2 separate regions of the Salmo salar genome follow, and region 2 is linked to region 1. Evidence: chromatin contacts called from public Hi-C data. All regions are on one chromosome and are shown on one strand. Each heading gives the region's core, a stretch centred on a gene start, on an enhancer-like site or on the middle of the called end of the contact. The rest is flanking DNA. Distances are from core to core; before and after follow the strand shown.

The links. Hi-C and Micro-C count contacts between places; a contact is called where the count stands out from the background.
Region 2: a Hi-C map of muscle shows a contact between it and region 1, with 7 times the contacts expected there. The contact joins the promoter of LOC106562963 here to the enhancer-like site in region 1. A contact is called at or near these places in 3 of 3 Hi-C or Micro-C datasets (blood, gill and muscle).

Annotation. Positions count from the first base shown.
Region 1 is chrssa11:67,720,033-67,727,780 of Ssal_v3.1, forward strand. It overlaps LOC106562963 (formin-binding protein 1), which reads right to left. Exons shown (of 18, transcript XM_045689866.1): 10 at 5,948-6,136. Among protein-coding and RNA genes, the nearest start is that of LOC106562964, 20 kb to the left of the region's middle. Within about 2 kb of position 5,014, at least 2 of the 13 cell types and tissues checked have an H3K27ac peak or open chromatin away from gene starts, as enhancers often do. A contact at or near this core is called in muscle, where this site is marked.
Region 2 is chrssa11:67,804,282-67,810,932 of Ssal_v3.1, forward strand. LOC106562963 (formin-binding protein 1) reads right to left here and starts at 5,106. Exons shown (of 18, transcript XM_045689866.1): 1 at 4,798-5,106. The coding sequence starts at 4,821.

The DNA.
Region 1 (7,748 bases), core at 3,764-6,263:
TTTGAGAATTGACCCCTAAAAAATGTGCACTGCAGCAGGAGTCCAAGGCGATTCTGGGGTTGGTGGTGTTGCAACAGAAAGCACCGCAAGCTGAGATGTGGGACAGGAAATGAGGTAATCCCTGGTTCTGATCATTTGGATACTGTGGTCTTATGACAGGGCAGAAGGGCCATGTGAAATACAGTGAGGCAGTCACAGACACTAGCCTCATTTAGAAGGAAACAAAAATATCTAAAATGGCAAATGTGTCTAACTGGAAATACATTATTATTTCTATGTATTGTCCTTGTTTTTTAAAGAAAAGCACATTTTTTGTCCATTAAATGAGCATCAAATTGATCAGAAATACAGTGTAGTCAATGTAGTCATTGTTTTTCATTGGTCATGTAGTTATTGTTGTAAATGACTATTGTAGCTGGAAACTGATTTTTTTTTAATGGAATATCTACATAGGCGTACAGAGGCCCATTATCAGCAACCATCACTCCTGTTTTCCAATGGCACATTGTGTTAGCTAATCCAAGTTTATAATTTTAAAAGGCTAATTGATCATTAGAAAACCCTTTTGCAATTATGTTAGCACAGCTGAAAACTGTCGTGCTGATTAAAGAAGCAACAAAACTGGCCTTCTTTCGACTAGTTGAGTATCTGGCGCATCAGCATTTGCGGATTCGATTACAGGCTCAAAATGGCCAGAAACAAAGAAATTTCTTCTGAAACTCATCAGTCTATTCTTGTTCTGAGAAATGAAGGCTTTTCCATGCTTGAAACTGTTCCATGCGCAAACTGGCTCTAACCAGAATAGAAAGAGGAGTGGGAGGGCCCAGTGCACAACTGAACAAACGGACAAGTACATTAAAGTGTCTAGTTTGAGAAACAGACGCCTCACAAGTCCTCACAAGAAGGCCAGCATCCCGGAGTCGCCTCTTCACTGTTGACATTGAGACTGGTGTTTTGCGGGTACTATTTAATGAAGCTGCCAGTTGAAGACTTGTGAGGCGTCTGTTTTTCAAACTAGACACTCTAATGTACTTGTCCTCTTGCTCAGTTGTGCACCGGGGCCTCCCACTCCTCTTTCTATTCTGGTTAGCGCCAGTTTGTGCTGTTCTGTGAACGGAGTAGTACACAGCGTTGTACGAGAGCTTCAGTATCTTGTCAAATTTCTCGCATGGAATAGCCTTCCTTTCTCAGAACAAGAATAGACTGATGAGTTTCAGAAGAAAGTTCTTTGTTTCTGGCCATTTTGAGTCTGTAATCGAACCCGCAAATACTGATGCTCCAGATACTCAACCAGTTTTATTGCTTCTTTAATCAGCACGACAGTTTTCAGCTGTGCTAACATAATTGCAAAAGGTTTTTCTAATGATCAATTAGCCTTTTAAAATGATCAACTTGGATTAGCTAACACAATGTGCCATTGGAACACAGGAGTGATGGGTTGCTGATAATGGGCCTCTGTACGCCTATGTAGATATTCCATAAAAAAATAGTCCGTTTCCACCTACAATAGTTATTTACAACATTAACAATGACTACACTGTATTTCTGATCAATTTGATGTTATTTTAATGGACAAAAAATGTGTTTTTCTTTCAAAAACAAGGACATTTCAAAGTGACCCCAAACTTTTGAACGGTAGTATATATACTGTCAGTGTATCATCATTATATGAGACTACTGTCTGTGCTACACATTGCTGAGACACAAACATATAGTTCCTAATTAAGGCACGCACGCACGCATTGGCCAACATACACACTTACGACATATTGTCTGGCCTCGAAAGCGTACGTGGGTATGCCCTGAGTCCTCCAGTCTTTGTGATAACAGAGCGAGAGAGGGCGAGTAGGAGGCTGCTGCCATGGTTATGAGAGAGAACAACACAGCTTCATCAATCAGCACAGGGCTACTAATGAGGCTAATGGGTTTACTCTCTCTCTCTCTCTCACACACACACACACACACACACACACACACACACACACACACACACACACACACACACACACACACACACACACACACACACACACACACACACACACACACACACACACACACACACTCATTCAGTGACTTACATCATCCATCTCTCTTTCTTTCTGTGTTTTCTCACAGAAACACTCTCTGACTCACTCTGATGATGCTGTCATCATTTATCCTTGCTATGTCACACACACACACAGACACTCTCTCTCTCTCTCTCTCTCTCTCTCTCTCTCTCTCTCTCTCTCTCTCTCTCTCTCTCTCTCTCCTGTATATCTGGCGTTGGCTCAGAGGGCTGTGGAATGACAGGCCCTCCCACTGGGGGATGCTGGGTAAAGCATCCCTCTGCTGTGCAGCTGTTGGCCAAAGACTGAACCCACAACCCGACCTACAGACACAACTAGCATGATATTAAAATACACACTCATATCACATGTTATATAACCTGTCATAAGGAAAGAAAACTGACATCGGCCCTCTCAAAGATATCACATTTCATAACTAATATTTTGCTCAGTCAATACTGAGGTTTATTAAAGTGATAATATTCATATTTTCACTCACTAATAGCACCTGTACAGTGTAGTGCTGTACTACGATATCGACTAATAACTTGGTTCGTGTGACCATAGAATTAGGAATTAGAATACTACAACGGACATGGATCTTCTTATGACAGTATAAAAGGTCAGCCATTTTGGTAAGGGAGTTGGTCAGCCAATGCTGAGATATTGTGTAAAACAATGAATTTGAAGATTGTCTGCCCAGTATGTGTGTTAGCTAATAGCCAGCCAGTTTAAGTGGAATGATTTCAATAATGTTTCAAATTACCTGCCAATATAACATTCCATACAAACAATGCAGTCAACCTACAGCCATACCCAGGCTGAAATCATTTGATGATAGGACATAGACAAGTTGTAAATGCAACAAGTACTGTATCATATTATAACAAAGCTTTCCAAGAAAACAAACATTGGGACATTTATGGTCTATTTACATATATATTTTAGAGACTATTTATACAGGCAATTTTTATAAACCTGTGTAAATTGTATTTCTAATTATATGACAATATTTTAGGTTGACAATAATTCTATTACACAATTACTGATATATCAAATGCCTTACTTTTATTTTCCCGCATTAGTAAGGGCAGGTAATGCATCACCTATCCCTCTAGTGCCATTCATTCCAATTAGACTGGTTTGGATTTCTCCCTGACCACAATGGATGCGATAAAGAGGTCAATGGGGGGTAGACGAAGGACGCCGGATTGGCGCACATTCAACAAATCTGATCTAACAAAGTGGATATTCGTCAAATCCGTCAGGATTTATGTATTGTAACAGGCCCACAATGTGCTTACTTCAGTTAGATTTTTATATTTTGGGCTGTTTTCGCTGCATAACATTTAGAAGCTGTCCCTTTTCAGTTTTAGAAGACGTGACTGTTAAATGCTAACTCCCGTTCGTATAAGCTGGTAGCATAGCTAGCATACCTGAGCGGCAGGTAGACTGGCGGTTAAAAATGTTGGGTCAATAACCAAAAGGTTGCTGGTTCGATTCCCTGAGCCGGCAAGGTGGGGAAAATGTGCCCATCTGCCCTTTGAGCAAGGAAGTTAACGCCCAACTGCAACTGCTCCTTGGGCACTGATGACGGTGATTAAGGCAGCCCCCTGCACCTCTCAGATTCAGAGGGGTTGGGTTGAATGCGGAAGACACATTTCGGTTGAATGCATTCAATTGTGCAACTGACTAGGTATCCTTTCCCTACAGAAACCGGTGGTGGTAGTTTTTAACTGTAATGCAGTTGATTGGTGACGATGACATGAACATGTGTTGGGGTTGACATCCGTACAAGCAATTTACTCAAATTTTGACCTCAACATTGTATGAAATAGACATATAAACAATAGCCTAAATGTTGGTTCATTTTCCTGTGGGGCAATGAGGAGATTCAGGATGTTCCCCCATACATTACCATGGCATTTCCATTGTTTTGGTAGAGTTAGATTCACCTCTTTACCGCATGTATAGCTGCCATTTTCATGCCATTCTGGAACTTTGAGGGGTTTGACATAGCACCTCTAGTAATTTAATAGGATCTCTATGCGTGTGACCACAGTGATAGAGGGCTTCTTTAAGAGGCCTTGTGGATTACTGTGACACTGAGGTGCTGTGCAACTGAGCAGCTGTTTAAGCAGGGCAGGCAATATGGCCGCACGTTCCAGCTTGGGCAGAGCAGACGGCTCATGTTTGAACTGACTTCTCTACTGCTTTTAAAATTAGTTCCTAAAAGAAAAGAAAGTTTAACACAAAACTGATGTCTACGAGTATTCTTAACAACGTTAATATACACATACAAAAACAACAGAAATACTTCATCAATATGGATAATGAAAAGGAGTGAAGAGGATGTTGAGAGATTCATATTTAGCCCTATAAATCTTAAAACATAGGCAATCTCGTGCTCAATACGTGGCCCTGCCCGACCATAACAAAAACCTGACCTTTTCCCTTTCTTTCCCTTCATTCAAATGTTACAGAAAGGTCATAGAGGAATGAACTAATTTGAATCTGCAACATTAACAGAAAACAATGCTTCAGATATAGAACTACCCTGGCCTGCCAGTTTAGAAGATGGCCATTACTCCACTTCCTGTTCGGGAGATGTTCACTTCCTGCTAGATTTGCCCCACTTCCTCCTTCTCCTGACCTTCAATAATTTATCACTGAGAGAACATTGTTTTTACTACTACTACTACTACTATTGTTCCTTTGCTTTCACAGACATCATACGTTGTGGGTCGGGCTATGAGAAATATATGGCTCTAGTGCATTCTAACTGTTGCCCTTCAAAAGATACAAACATAAACAAACTTTATTAGTTGAGGCCGGAAGGAACACGTGAGCAGTTTAGCACGTTCTTGACGTCAAGAGGGAGCTCTGTTGGCCCCGTGGGCGTGACCTGGACAGGGATCATGGTTCTGGCTGATTTAGGAATAGAAACTCGACATGACACCAGATAGCTGCAGCGTGTGTGTGTGTGTGCCTGCAGATAAAGAGGGTGTGTTGAACCCCAGGGCCGTCTAAAAAAGCCCTGCTGCAAGCCAGGCCCGGCCCGTCAGACTCAGTGACTCAATCAGCCTATAACACCAGCGCAACGTCCTAATCAATATACTGTGACTTTTGACCTTATGCATAATCTTAACACGTTATACTGTTACTGAATTTCAGTTCGACCCAGATAGGCGGAAGGAAGGAAGTAATTATTGACTAAAGAACAAAACTTCTTCCAGTTGCTTATACTCTCCCTATTACTACATCTAGCAATGTATCTCATTGCATCATCATGGCAACTCTCCAAGGAGAGCTACAAGGTAGCAGGATGCCCACTCGTGTCTGTCATTGGGAGGGAGCTCTGATGACACTGTCATTGTGTGTGAAGCAGTTTTAGAGTTCAAAGTGGAGATTGAGGAAACAGGTTGGAGAGTTCATGAGTTTATGTCTGGAAAGACAGACAGACAGACGACTGAGTATGTGATTCCGCTAGCGCAGAACTATGGAAGCATGCTAGAGAAGCGGAACACAGATACAGACACAGGCAGAACGCCGTATGGAGGAGGCTGGAGGATAGACAGAGTTGTCCTAAATAGATTTGGACCAGCACATTTCATTTTAAGGTTGAGATGTTATCTCTGGAACACTGGGAAATCATGAAGATCTAATCGATAGCCAATTCAAGATTATTAAGAGATACCTGAAGAATTTAGGCCTGATGCCACCTGGAGTATAACCTCCCCCATACAGCGATGCCACAGAGCTAGGAGACAGGCGAGCACAAACACACACACACACACACACACACACACACACACACACACACACACACACACACACACACCGCACTCTCTCACGGACACACAACCACAAACACTCACAGCACGATACACACTTACCCCTCGCCTCAGGCTCCGGAGGCAAGTCATTTTGGGTTTGGAGGCCATGAACTCATTGAAGCGATTGGAGAGGGGCTCCTTGTTCTGCTTGGGAGACTGGGGGTCGTTGGGAACAGCAGAGGGTGAGGGGGGGCTGGAGGCTGGGGGGGCAGGGGGGGGCTGGTGCGGGGACGTTAACAGGGACATAAGCTACCAGTATGAGAGGGAGCCGTGACGGAGGACAAGAAGAAGAGGAGGAGGAGGAAAAGGGGCAGAATCAAAACGAGAGGACAAAAAAGGAAGGAGGGAGGAACACAAAACGAGATAAATAAGGGCCCAAATAATGTTAAAAACAGGTAACAGAAAAACCCAACGGGAACAAAGACAACCAAAAGAGATATCAAACACAAACAAACCCAGTGTCATAAGTAACCAGCTGTTATGTGGTATAATCTTGTCAGACAAACAAACGTGAAGTAAAAACAACTTGTCAAGCGATGGTCGTAACATTTCTAAACAGAGTGAGTCAGAAGTGTTAATAGAGTGTTATTGCAAGGTGCTGCAGCTGCCACACATTTAAACAGACAGCTTTACAGGAAGCACATGCAAGCTTCCATTTTGTAGCAAGTGTTTTTTTTGGGGGGGAAACGTCATCACATGCGAGCTCTTGGACTAGAAATTCACCATATCCTCCGAGATGTGACAGTGGCTGAATTTCAATCACAGAAACCTAACTTCTGCAATCCCAAACCACTTAATGCTCAATTAATGAGCTATCAGCCCTTTGGGAGCTAGAGAAAGATCTGCAATTTGTACTGACAGATTGCTTTGCTACTCAGCGAGAGAACATGCATGAAAGCGCTTTGGATACCCATCTTTTAAAACCAAAGTTAATGAAACGTAAATAAATCAAGTAAATGGTTTGCTGCTCTTTTAATTCAGAGAGGAGTTCTAGTTGGACATAGATATTCTATATATAGCAAAGACTAGGATCGAACACGTGTCTTCTGTATCGGCTCTGCTCTGATACAAGTCTCACATGTTTTTACTGTGCAGGTAGCCTACTTGTTAGAGCGTTGGGCCAGTAACTGGAAAGTTGCTAGATCGAATCCGCGAGCTGAAAAGGTAAAAATATGTTGTTCTGCCCCTGAGCAAGGCAGTTAACCCACTGTTCCCCGGGCGCCAAAGACGTGGAGGTCGAATATGACAGCCACCCGCACCTCTCTGATTCCCTGTATGTGTGTGTCTGTGTCCGTCCAGGACATTCTGTTCCCCTAAAGGCGTAGAATGCTTTGGTTAGAACGAGTGCGCTCGTATACTCCCATAAAAGATCTTCGCTTGAAAAACAATAGTACTGTTTGTCCCTCTTGGGATGCCGTAGCCAGTATACACTTTCTCAAAATAGTACGAATTAATCTAAGATAACTGAAAGAAATCTGTCATTAATTTTGACGTTTTGGCAGAGGAGCTCCTGGTCGCGCAATTTTACATCTAACTGAGATGTATGGTGCAGTATTTCTCAAGTGAAAAAATGTGCATGAAAATGAGTCGTCTCTCGTTGAATGACTTAATTGAAGAATCCCTTCTGTTGACCAATCACCGGTGAAGGGGCGTAGACTTCGGCTACCGAACTTGGGCTTGCCTCAAGAAAAAATATTGTGTGCACGAACAGCAGAAAAACATACCTTGCCGAAGACCAAAACAAACAAAAACGTCACAAAATGTCATAACATACGCTCAAACTGTTTGGGATGGGAAGCATCCGGACGCCTTTACACTCTCAGGGTACAGTATGTGCATGGCCTCACAAAAAGGGTAAGGA
Region 2 (6,651 bases), core at 3,856-6,355, 84 kb after region 1:
TTCATACCTCCTGCTGGGTTACAAGAGGGACACAGCCACCTCAGGAGAGACTACATGCCCTCTGGACCAGAGAATGATCCACAGAGATTAGGCCTACACATGACATATTAAATATGGCACCAGTGGGCCTATATTTAGTACTAGGTCCGAGAAAAGGTATTCATAACAAAACAAAACAAACCTAGTGAACAGGTAGGAGTAATCTGCCTATTTATTTGAATGTCATTTTGCATCATTAAGTATAACAGTGAGGAACAACAGCTAGGCCTACTATATAAGAACACTGAATTCGGAGCTGCAAGGCCAAGAGAAAGGATTTGTCCAAAAGAACTAAGAGCCAATAGAATGTGAGTTAGATTTACCGGGTCACTTCTGAGTTCGGTCTACAATGTTCAAAACTTTCTGCTCTCTGTGTCAAGTGGAAAATGCCTGTTTGCAGGTCAATAGAAATCAGATTATTTCTGAAGTCAACCTCATGTAAGAGGAGAGAGAGAACTCGAATGGATTTTCCAATAAACTATCTAACTGAGACTCCTTTTACCTCAGTGGCAGGCTGTGTGCAGTGTAGGAGTAGCCTATGGACGACATCACTACTAGCTGAAGGAATGAGGCGATGGACCTATTCCTTTTCATTTAGACATGACAAGATTCATCCCCAGTATCATTACGTGGAGGTAGGCTATAATCTACCACTGTGATTCTAGTCATATGGAATGCAATAACTCTAAACCTGTTATGTCAGCCCATCGGTAGCCTATTACTGGTATTATTCACTCGTAATGACTCGCACACACACACACACACACACACACACACACACACACACACACACACACACACACACACACACACACACACACACACACACACACACACACACACACACACACACACACAAGTACCTCACCAGAGGTATCTGTTTAATGAGAAACATAAATAAGTTGAATGACCACATAGGCCTACAGCAACTCTTGTTGACCACAGTTGTGTGTCAAATTCACTCTCACAACCACTCCAAAAAGCATTGGGGAGCTGCTGCTTTGTTACAATGAAGCCAGAGTTGAAAACAGATAGTAACTAAGAACGATTTTCAATTAAACAGAAAAGAGCAACTAACCAAAACAGCACTGTACCATTACTACCTAAATGGAACATTCTCTCTCTAATGATGGGTAACCTAACCACATTATTTAGCCTGCAAAGAGGCTTATTCTGGTCTTTCCCCGCCTTTTCTTTTCAAGACCAGCAGAAACCTCTGAGAGCGTCACATCACAAGAAGTCTGTCCACTAGGTCTATAACTCTCTCCAGTGATGTTCTTCTCGAGTGGTTGAGAAACACAGCTTAACTGTGACACTGACTTCACTTCCTGAAATATCACTTCCTCACTCTGTGTGTGCTCAGGCCGAAAACACCATAAGCTGAGCTTGATAAGACCCATGTGGCAACACACCACTCCTTCCCTTTCTGTCACATATAATTTAAAATTATAAAACTGGCCTTGAAGAAAGCAATCAGTGTAATAACATAGGAATAAATAACGTAACACTGGAAACATTTATTTGCCACTCAAGGTAGTCCGCTCTTGTGTAATCTTGGTTCTACACATAGGCCTACAAAAGTAAGTTAAGATGCACTTGAAGAGTTTCATTCCAAAACGCTATATAATCATTTTCAGAAATGTTGGTGAATTAGCTTTTATTGTTTTAAAGAAATTATGAAAGAGCTTGGTGTATTTTTCCCACTATCTAATCATGGCATGGGGTTGTTCAATGTTTAAAATCTATCAATTGATGGTTTAATTTCAGAGAGACAAATAATAACGTTTTATTGCAAAATGCTATATATCCGCCTCACTCTTAGAGATATAAGTAGTACTGCTAGGTTTTATACAATCAAATGTAACAAATGACAAAACATTTTATAACGAAATGTACAAATAATACATTTGTGACATCAATATTTAGAAGAAAAAATCAATTATTCACCACTGTAATATAAGATATGTATGTAAATCATTTATTTACATTTTGTATTTTAGTCATTTAGCAGACGCTCTTATCCAGAGCGACTTACAGTAAGCGCATTCATCTTAAAATAGCTAGGTGAGACAACCACATGTCACAATCAAATATACAGGATATGAACATTCCATTCCAGCTAAACAATTGACATAGCGTTTTTTATCTAAAATCTATGAATGAAAAATCATAGAACACTAATATTTTAAACGCACATGAGGGTACCCATAAGCAATCATTTCAGAAGAAAAAAAGCTGTGAAAAATTGGTGGATATAGAGTTTTGGAAATAAACTCTTAACTTTTTCTACAAATGACAGCACAGAGATGTCACCACGGGACAAAGGGCGAAGACATTGCCGACCCCAATTCTTAAATTGGGTTTTGCATGACAGCAAGGGACACCGAACACACTAGCAGCTTTACAACTACTAGGCTACAGTACATCCCCAGCTCACACCTGTAGAGGTCTGTTTGGTCGTAAAAAAAAAAAGAGTGTCTGGTTCTTATTCAGCCCTATCAAAGCACTGAGCATCTAGTTGCAATACATTATTTGCAAACGCTCCGTCTCCGCTGTGAACACTAGCACTGTATGCTTTTCTGAAAGAAAGCAGACAGGAAAGTGTTTTGGAACACTCTGGGGCAATGCTCTATCATCGTTATCTGGCCAGCAGAGCACTGCATCTTGGTTAGGCAATAAGCTAGCGCTTAAGAGCGTTGGGCCTGTAACGGAAGGTCGCTGGTCCAAATCCCCGAGCCGACTAGGTGAGTAATCTGTTGATGTGCCCTTGAGCCAGGCACTTATCCCTAATTTTCCCTGTAAGTTGCTCTGGATAAGAGCGTCTGTCTGCTAAATGACTAAACTGTAGTAAGAAAAATAGGGCTGATGTCATGGCACAAATACGAGGCCTCAGAAGCACTAAGTGTTCGCCATAAACTTGGACCAGGGAAATGATTGGAGAAGAATTCAGGAGAACTGACCCCTTTGTAGCCCTCTTCTTCTCCCCACCTCTCTCTCTGGCTCTCTCTACCTCTGTCTCTCTCATGAGGTGAAACACGTACCAGATTTAACCATCTCCAGACCCCGCTGCTTCTCCATCTGCTAAAACTGAGGCAGGGAACTTAGCACAAGCACACACACAAGATTTCCCACTTCCCTGTTCCTATCACTGAGATTGAAGCATGTTTCAGATGTGAAGTACACAACACGCAATCAAGCAGGTTCTAATGGCATCCCACACTGTCACTTCACCAGTAAATTTGGAACCAGTGGCTCATTTTACAGCACAACAACAACTTCTGAAACAAAAGGCAAACAAGAGGAATTCCACAGGATGTGACTGCTTATTAGGGCTCCATAAAAATAGCTGTGGCAGTCCTGTAATCTTCTTTATTCTCATGCCGGAGTTTATGACACATTACGTGGGATTTGGGTTTTGTGTGTGTGGTCTGTTTTAGGCCTGTATCTTGGAATCCATCACATCTGAAGCCCCTCTTCGAATATAGAATTACGCTGCTTGCTTTTGGGCACCAAAAGCAGACAAGCTGAAATAAGTGAGAGCCTTTCTTCAAGGCTATTATACAGGGATCGATGTCTGTTGTACATCAACTAACTAGCATACATTTTTCTTCAAATTTTGGTATCAGGGCATGTGAGTGGGTAGATGAAATGTGGCATCATAGCTGTGGAATTTGCAGTGGTATTCAGCTCTTCCCCCCTGCTTCTATTTTACTTCCTCACCCTCTTCCTCCTCCCCTTTATTTAAAATAAAGTTGGACAGACAGCCATCACACGGTTTGGTTTCGCTAAATCAAGTGAGCTTTGACAATCCAGCATTGTACAACCAGTTTTGATTATGGTGCTTGCTTGATTGCTGGTTCTAAGCGTGAGTATGTGTGAGACATGGGAGGAGAACTGACTGTCATACAGCACAGTGAGTGAGTTGTGTCAGAGTTGGTTCTGAGAAACCGCAGCCCTGGTATATCCTGTTCAACTTCCAACTGTCAACTCAGACTCTCCTCTGTTGCCAAGACAAACCATATATAGGAAGTGTGTAGGCCGCTTAAATCTAAAACAAAATCCATAAGCACTGATAAGAATCCATCATATACTTGCCGCTCTTTTTGTTCAATATTCATACAATGTAGGTGGTTGAGTATATTAGGTCTTTTCAGAGTTTATAGGTACCACACTACCACCAAGCATTCATTTACATAAAATAATGTGTAGTCAGTGTCCATATGTAGGCTATTACAATGTGTTCAGCTTTCTCATAACAAGGGAGATCAATTAATGTGGTCAGGAATGGAATAGCAGTGAAATAGATGAAGCACAAGCACTGCCTGGAAACGTGAAGAAAGGGGTGTGTTTCAGATACGCATGTTAGTGTTATGTTGAATTGTATTGAATTGAATGCATAATAAAATATCTCAGTGAATATCCTCATTGTGATGTACAATCTACAACAGCCACATGCACATCGGTCTGGAAAGCCTAACTGCCCCAGTTAGAACTGGACATATTGACCACGTCAATACAATAGCCTAGGCTACATGTCAGTCAAGGCAGAGAACATGATCAATTTGAATTCGCCTTCGTTGGAATGAACTGATTGACTACTGGGAAATATGGTACGGTTTTTATAGCAGTTATTGCAATGTAGCTAATAAACATCCAGGCTTGGTTTGCAAGCACTGTTGAGTCTTCGGGGTATTTCCCACTATTGATAGCCACTGATAGACCGTTATCTGGGCTAATAAATAAAGCTCTGCTACTTACCCATAGCTCTGACCCCCAGCTCATGGTTCCAATGCGATTTCCTCGTAATAATCCACGATTCAGACGGGGTGTATCGATGGTAAACCACTGAGGCGTTTTTTTTTTTCAATTTTAAATCTTGCTTGCAGGCTGACTGTCTCTTCGTGAGCGCCCTCCGAATTTGTCCTTCCCTCCCCGGTGCGTAATTTTTTTCTTCTTCACCTCCTCATTCTGTCTTCTACAAAATGGCCAGAAGCCGCAGCGTAATCTTCAAACGGAGTATGTGGTGCTGCTGTTCGGTGCTGAGGGCGGGCACCGCAATGACAGCGGCGGAGGCGCGTGCACTCAGAAAACGCACAAGAGTTTACGTAGTGGGGGGTGGGGTGGGGGGGGGCGTTCGGAGCCACAGATGGTTGTTTCGTGTGACAATTGATAATCACGTTATGATATGTATTTTACACTGCGGTGACTGCCACCGATTTGCTCCTAAACCGTCCGTGTTTTGAATTAATTAACCATGATACTCATATGGAGTAACGCTAATAACAAATCATCATATTATTAATGGGCCATATAATATCATGGCCATTATCGAAGTTATAAAGGTTATGATGCATAAAGAATACTTCAAATGTATGTTGAAGTGTGATTTGGGTGTATTGTTCTGAAACAGGACGAATGTGATTAATCATTAAGACAACACTGCTCCCTGGTGTTAAAGTATTTTTGTGAAAAACCTTTCTACGCAATCTCCTATTGGCAGTGGTTATCGTGGTTATTGCTGGGAACCCGAAGTTATCTGTTCAGAGAGGCAGGTTGAGGGGATTTGGGGCATGGAGGAGGGTTTGTTGTATTACTATATGGATAACACAACGTCGTTTTATTGATCTGTGTGTCAGTGTCAGCAGAGTATGCTACCTTGTAATTTAGTCTTATAAAAAAAACATTATGCTAATGAGAGGAGGAAAGCAGTCCCAAGCTGGACAGAGGAGTGTGGGGCAATGGTGAGGAGTAGGAACAGGGCATTTAGAGTACTGAAAAGGATGCATAACTTTCAACATCTGATTCAGTGTAAGCAGGCCCTGGTGAGGAGAACTATCTGTCAGGCAAAGAGGTCATGTGACACCATTGGAAGGGCGACACCTGTGGGAGAAGTGTGGGGGATGATTAAAAGGATGAGTGGGGTTAGAAGGGAGTGGGATTATCCAGTGTTGAGGAGTGAGAAGGATGTGGCAGTGACAGATGAGGAGAAGGCAGAGATGATGGCCAAAGCGTTTGTCCAAGGCATAGCTCTGCAAATGTGTCAGAGGAGAGGCAGAGGGGGAGAGAGAACGAGAGAAGAGTGTCCTGGAGTGCTGGATAGGATGGAGGATGTAAATAATGCATTGAATGCACCATTTACCATGGCAGAGGTGAAAAGGGCAATAGGTAAGGCTGGGTTAACCTCACCTGGGAAAGATGAGGTGTGCTATGTTATGTTGGCCCATCTTAGTGATGAGGCACTGGATAAGGTATTGGTGTTGTACAACACAGTGTGGGAGGAGGGGAAACTACAAGGCAGCTGGAAGTAGTGGTACCAATCCGGAAGCCAGCGAAGGACCCAACGAGGCCAACAAGCTATTGGCCAATAGCTTTAACATCACATGTATGTAAGACTATGGAATGTATGATTACGGAGAGGCTAATTTACTTCCTGGAGAGCAGGGGGCTAGAATCGCCACATCAGACTGAGTTCAAGAAGGGAAGGGGAACTATGGACCCAGTGCTCTGCTTAGAAGCAGAGGTCAGGATGGCTCAGGTGAACAAGGAGACTGTTGTAGCTGTCTTTTTTGATGTGGAGAAGGCGTATGATATGATGTGGAAGGAGGGGTTGTT